Regions from separate parts of the Mus musculus genome. Here region 1 is linked to region 2. Evidence: chromatin contacts called from public promoter capture Hi-C data. All regions are on one chromosome and are shown on one strand. Each heading gives the region's core, a stretch centred on a gene start, on an enhancer-like site or on the middle of the called end of the contact. The rest is flanking DNA. Distances are from core to core; before and after follow the strand shown.

What was found. Promoter capture Hi-C pulls out the DNA fragments that hold promoters and counts their contacts.
Region 1: a contact with region 2 is called in a promoter capture Hi-C map of hippocampal neurons, with 6 times the contacts expected there. The contact joins the promoter of Ush2a here to the promoter of 1700023G09Rik in region 2. A contact is called at or near these places in 1 of 39 promoter capture datasets (hippocampal neurons) and 2 of 9 other capture datasets (adipose tissue and liver).

Annotation. Positions count from the first base shown.
Region 1 is chr1:188,261,116-188,264,207 of GRCm38.p6, forward strand. It overlaps Ush2a (usherin), which reads left to right and starts at 1,723. Exons shown (of 71, transcript NM_021408.3): 1 at 1,723-2,394. The coding sequence starts at 1,919.
Region 2 is chr1:186,925,027-186,928,431 of GRCm38.p6, forward strand. It overlaps 1700023G09Rik (a long non-coding RNA gene), which reads left to right and starts at 1,592. Exons shown (of 4, transcript XR_865834.3): 1 at 1,592-2,051. All of the region lies in intron 1 of Gm39732 (a long non-coding RNA gene), which reads right to left.

The sequences.
Region 1 (3,092 bases), core at 473-2,972, 1.3 Mb after region 2:
TAAAACTTAATTTCCAAAATCCACATAGGAAATTATCCATTTCCTATAAATTTGCTGTCTTTACACTAACATTCTGTTCTTAAAATTTTCCACCTAAATAAAGCACTGAGCCAAGGATGGGGTTTTGACCAAAGGCGACACAATCGAATGCTACAATGTTCTCAGGGGCAAGAAAGGAAAGACGACCTGGAAACAGAGAATCAGGAGTTTTCTCTAGTTGCCTTTTAATGAGAAACACCTTAGAAGCATCTCCTTCTTCTCAAGATTGCTGTAACTCTAAGAGTTTATAGCGAACAAATTAACTCTTGGCTTTCCAGACCATCTTACACTTTTTTAAAAGATGAGGCTGACAGGTTACAAAGACTGTTGAAATCTTAGAATATTTTAATGTAGGATGGCATAATCCAGAGGACAGAAATGACAACTTTGGATGTATGTGCATACAGACACCACACATGAGCTGGCAGTCAGGTGACTACAATTTGGCAGCCCCATTAGTCCCTGGTTCCTTCTCTGGCTGGTTTAGAGTCTGTTTTCCAAGCCCAGTGTTTAGAAGTCCACGGTGTATCTTGCCTTAAGTAATCAAACACAGTTAGAGCAGGATGTCCTGAGGTGAACAAAGCCAAAGAGAAAATTCCATCAATTGGCCAGCCTCATGCTGGCTCCTTCCTCCCAAAGAGGGAACATGCAGAACTGCAGAACGACCCATATAGTTGCTGTCTTATAGAATCAGGCCTTTGTGATTAAAGCATCGCATGGAGTAAGATTCATAAAAGCAGGGAAAGGGAGGGGCCTGGCAGGGTATTACAGGATAAGGTGTACTGCTACTTTAAAAATTAAGCATGCATGCCCCACCTGACTCCCTCCCACTGTACCAGCTTGAAAGCCTTGAAAGCCAGGACACCTCAGTTGCTGAGGGGCCACCGAACAGCCTACACTGAGCTACAGGTAACCCTTTTGAGCTCTGGGGAAGAGTGGCCTGAGTGACAAGTCTCACTCAGGGCCTTCATGCTGCCGGGGCCTATTTCCTAGACGTAATGGGGAGGGGGTGACAGCAAGGTTGCCAGGCAACGTGGGACAGAGGTCCTGTCCAGGAGCTATTTCTCACACTGAGGGGACTGGTTGAAATGCAATAAAGAAATAGTAACTCAGCTTATTTATCAATACAATTACTTACACGGCATTAGGAATCCATATTTAACCTCCAAATACGGAGTCATATGTGGAAACATTAACACAAATGCTTGATAAATATTAAGGCACAGGGCAAGCAGATGGTATTGAGTTTCTAATCAGCTTTGCTGTGAGCTTAAAGTAGCTGTGCAGGCTGGGATGAGGGGGAAAGGCCCAGAGTGCTTAGCTTGCTGCACTTTGGGTAAATGCAAGTTAGCTCTGGTCACAACATATGGTGTTCGTGAAAAGAGCTAAAGGATGCTTTACTGCATTAATTAGAGTGGGTGGTGCCAATTCTCTGGGGTCGAGTAACAGCTCACAGTAGCTGTAAGCCTCTACAACACACAATCATCCATAAATACACAAACTGATTGTCCTATAGGTCGATGAGCGTGATTTGTCCAATAACGTTCAGATCTTTGTCATATTTTTTGACTCTAAGTTGTGTGGTTCATAATGGACTTTGAGAAGTTCTCCATTGTTTTTGTAGGGGGCATCAGATCTTCATGCTTAGAATAAACTATCGATTTCTTGTGTGTTGTTCACCAGGCACCGGCTTCGACTCATGTTTCTGTCCTCCCTCAGGACACCCTTGCTCTGCCTTCCCTGTGACAGTGTGTCTACAGTCTCCCCAAGATGAAACATCTCAGGGATCAAGTGCCTTTCCAGGATTTCTGGTGAACAGTGCAGCCCTGGATCTTAATTTAGGAATGCTTCATTGGGTGAAGAATCCTTTTTTGTAATCATGCATTACCTGGCTCTCTCACCGGGCTTCCTGTGTTACACCATTAAAACATTGATCCTTGCCTATTTGGCTTCGGTATTGGTGTTGGCTGCCTCACAGGGCGTTTTCCCAAGGCTGGAGAATGTGGGTGCTTTCAGGAAGGTATCCACTGTGCCAACCCACGCCACGTGTGGATTCCCAGGCCCTAGCACTTTTTGTCGTAGCCCGGTGGCGGCTGAGCATGTGCAACTGTGTACGGAGAGGCTGTGTATCCAGGATTGCCCCTACCGCTCTGCCTCTCCTCTCTATACTGCCCTCCTAGAAGGCCTCCGGAGCTGCATCCCTGCAGACGACGGTGATCTCCACCCTTACTCCAGGAGCAGCTCCGTGAGCTTCATGTTCGGAAGTCACCAGAACTGCCCGTCTCTACGGGCTCCGAGGCTGGCAGCCGAATTGACCTTAGCTGTGTGGTTGAAGCTTGAGCAAGGAGGCACTATGTGAGTAACACCAGCTGTTTCTAGTTTTCATTTGACCTAGAACCCCCGTGAAATGGGAAGTTGTGGAAACTATTGCAATCTGAGGTCTCACCTAGAAATTAAGGTAACAGTACAGCTGTTACAGCTGTGGGGGCTACCGTTGAAGACCAGCTGCTGTGTTAGTCTTCCCTTTTCTGGCTCTACAATGTGAGTATTGTTTCCTGAAATGTTTTCAATCTGTTGAAAATGAAAATGGACAGCGAAAATATTGAAATAGTTGCATTGAGGGGGGCATATATCTGAACATACCTCAAGTACATATGTAACATATATTATTTAGTATAACACACAATAGAATTATAAATTGATAAATATCAATTATACCAGAGTCATATATTATTTATTCTTTTTATTTCTCATAGACTAGCTGAACTTTTGGTCCTAGCCTTATAGTCAAAAACTTTGACTAGACAGGTAGCTTTCTGAAGGCGTAGGGCTGTTTTACTTACCTTTCTTTTCTCAATAAACATTTCACATAACAAATCGAAGATGTTCAACAGTAGAGTTGAACATGCGGACAGCACCCCACCTCCCTCACAGTACAGTCTTTGACCCACGTGGTGTCCCCATCCTCAGAGGTTCTTAAGAGCTCCCCAGCTCTTGAGTCTGTTAAGGATGCCCTCGACGTGAATGGGAGTGAAGCTTCCATGTGACCAACT
Region 2 (3,405 bases), core at 342-2,841:
TGTTAAATGTTGACAAGGACCTGAACCACAATATGTAACTCTGTTACTTCTCAACATACAATATTAAAAAATCATTTAAAAAGACATTTAGACACTTAGATGCCAGACAGCAAAAGCCATGCGCCTCAATAGGGCTGGCTTCTTAACAGCATAAATGATATTTTATCACTGTCGTTGCTATTAGCTGATGTCACAAATTCTTGATACAATTGTTGCTTTTAAAAAACTTTCCTCAAATAATATTGCTACCCACCATGGCTTTTTCTTAGATCTATGTTTGAAAGGAATCCCTTTTCCTTGATAAAAATCTCTCTTTGTAAAAGAATTAATAATAGAAGAGGAAAAACTCTCAGAACTCTTAAAATATAAAACATGACTTATGGAAGATGTCTGGTTCCAGACTGGCACACAGGGGGCGAATTTGCTTTGCAAAGAGACGCCTCTGTTTGACTAAAGAGAAAGTTCCCAAGAAGCTGGCAGAAAGCGAGAACCTGTGAATGAAGCTTCCAAAGTGGGTCTCAGACTGCACTAGCCAAAAATAAACCGGTTCCTGGCTGAACGACGTAAGTGCAATTGTGAAATTGATATCCCTCCTTGGCCCGGTCCCAGACAATATGTTGCCTTTCGGGGGCTGATCAACGTGATGGATGTGATCTGGGAAAGCCAGGGAGGGTGCTTCTCCTTAATCAAACCCACTGTCCTACACACACACACACACACACACACACACACACACACTCAGGGTGGGGGGGGTGGGGGGAGAGAGAGAGAGGGGAATCATTGTGGATGAACTCACAAGATATTCAAAGCTCTCTTCTGGGTCTCTAGAAATCTGAGAGGCACAAACCAGAGGCCATGCACGGAGAAGTCTGAGACATAAGATGGCAGTAACTGAACAGCTTAGTTCCTGTCAACATGAAATTCAAAAGTCACTCTAATGTCATAGCAAACTTAGTAAACATATGCAGCTTGGCCTTTTGTTTTCTTCCAAAAAAAAAAAAAAAAAAAAAGAGGTTTTCAATATTCTCTCTGTTTAACAGTCATGACCAAGGTCTATTTCCCCCTTTTATTTTTCCTCATTGCTAGTGATGTTTCTAACATAGATTTTAGTGTTTTGATAATCTGTCATCAAAATAACATCCAAAGTCACAGAGGAAAAAAAAAAAAGTCAACTAAAAATCTCTTGGAAACCAACATTCAGCTTGTAGACCCTGGCTTAAGGAGAGCTGGGAATTCTAAACAGCAGCTTTCTGGGTCTAAAATCACTCAATTCAGACTCTTTTTCCCACTGCTACAAGTGAGAAGAGAAGAGCAGCATTCTCATTTCCTGAGGTAAAAATTCCTGACTCACAACGAAGTGGCTGGCCTTGCTGCTTTCTCCTGCTGCTATTGTAATGACTCAGACTAATTGTGTCTTAAAATTCAAAAGATTTCCAGATTGGCTAAGCCTCTTACACACACACACACACACACACACACACACACACACATTGTTGTCCTGTTCACACAAAATATGCAGGAGCCTGACCATCAGCTAATTACATCACAAGCAATCAGTGAACAAAGACTCTTCTTGCCTGTAGAACGAGCCCTGTTTCAAAGCCACTCCAAGAGGGGAAAGAAATTAGGCCCTTTCAGAGAAGGGATCTGGAGTTTGGGTTTTATTTAACTGTACATTCCATTTCAGCGCTGCTGTTGCCTTGATGTTGTGGGATGTTGGTGGCTGTTATTCCTCCAGCAGCTGTGTGGAAGGAACCCTGGGGCTTGAGGGGGTCCCGGAGCTCATCACGCGCACACTGCTGTGGGAGGACCCACAGCTCTTTGGTGAACTATTGTGATGTCAGTTTTACTCAAACCAGTGGAGCGCTTTGCTCTCCAAGAGGCTTTGATGATCTTAAATTTCTTTGAAGAGCGGACAACCTTAACCTGGAGGACGGACAGCAAACTTCCAGTGCTTTCTGCGCATGGAGATGAGATTATTAGACAGATGCAGATCAAAAGAATTCCCAAGGTGTTCGGCTGTAGCACAGAGAGAGACTTTGGGATTGGAGGTGTGAAGGCTGTGAGGATGATGTGAGGTGGTCTGTGAAGTGATGGGTAAATGCAGGAAGCCCAGCCTGGTGCTGGCAGTGACTGCATCTACCTGGTATGGGAGCAAATCCAACATTAGAGTTTTAAGTGAGCTCGATTTGAGAGGAGGAGAGTTCAACGACCGTTTAGATAAAGCATTCACTAAGAAGAAATGACTGGTACTGAAATTACTTCTGCCCCTTTCTTTAGGTTTTAATGATATTCCTGTTTATTTAATATAATAGTCATAATTTTGTGAGGAACTCATCTTAAAATCTTATTGGGGGGTATTACATAGGGAAAAAAATAACAGGACTACACCATTCCAGGAAACAGAGGTGGTTTTTGCATAAGACCAGATGGACTCAGATCAGGAAAGCTTGTGACTGGCTTATACGGCTGCCAGGCTATTTCTCTGGGGCAGAAGCTGAGAAGAGCCCTGGAGTCATTAGATCCTGGCAAGAAAAGAATAATCTCTGGAATGGTGGCTATTTTCTATGACTATACCTGGTTAGTTCTAACCAGGAATGCTGGTTAGTTAGTCTATTACTTTACTCTGATAACTAGCTTTGAAATTTTAAACTCTGCAAACTGATTATGACATCACATGCCTGGAATCCCAGCACCTAAGAGGGAGGCTGGTACCTGAGGACCTGGGTTTAAGGTTGTCCATAGCTACGTGACTAGTTGGAAACCAGCCTGGGCTACACAAAGCACTGTCTCAGAATAAGGAAAAAAAGAAAACGTTCGTGAAATTTCAAATTCCGGTTAATTAAGACTACAATTAAATTGGAATTTTAAGTATGTGGCTTCTATTGTCCACAGGACTGAAGATATGTTCCCTGTCTCTCCAATGGGTCACTCCAGAATCTGTTTGCTATTCTCAGAGATGCATTTAATTGCACTGAGTTAGGGAGAAAAATCTATTACTCTTTCTTCTTCCCTCTCTCCCTTTTGTTCTGGGACAGGTTTTCAACCTAGTCCAGTCTAACTTGTAACCCACTGAATAGCCCAGACTGGGTTTGAACTTGCAATGATCTTCCTGTCTCAGACTTAGTAAAATTATATATAATTATAACTCATAATCTATCCCACTGGAGGTTGGAAATCCAGAAATAAAAAAATTTCTAAATTATAATATTAATAACAATAAGATTTGTAATTATAATTTTAAGCATGTAATTTTAGTACATGCTTAACTATAAAGAGGGTAATCTATGATATATATATATGTATATATATATACACACACATACATATACACATACATACACACACACACACATGCATCCTAAACATTTGTTAAATACCATATTTATATAAGCATGAGTGCTT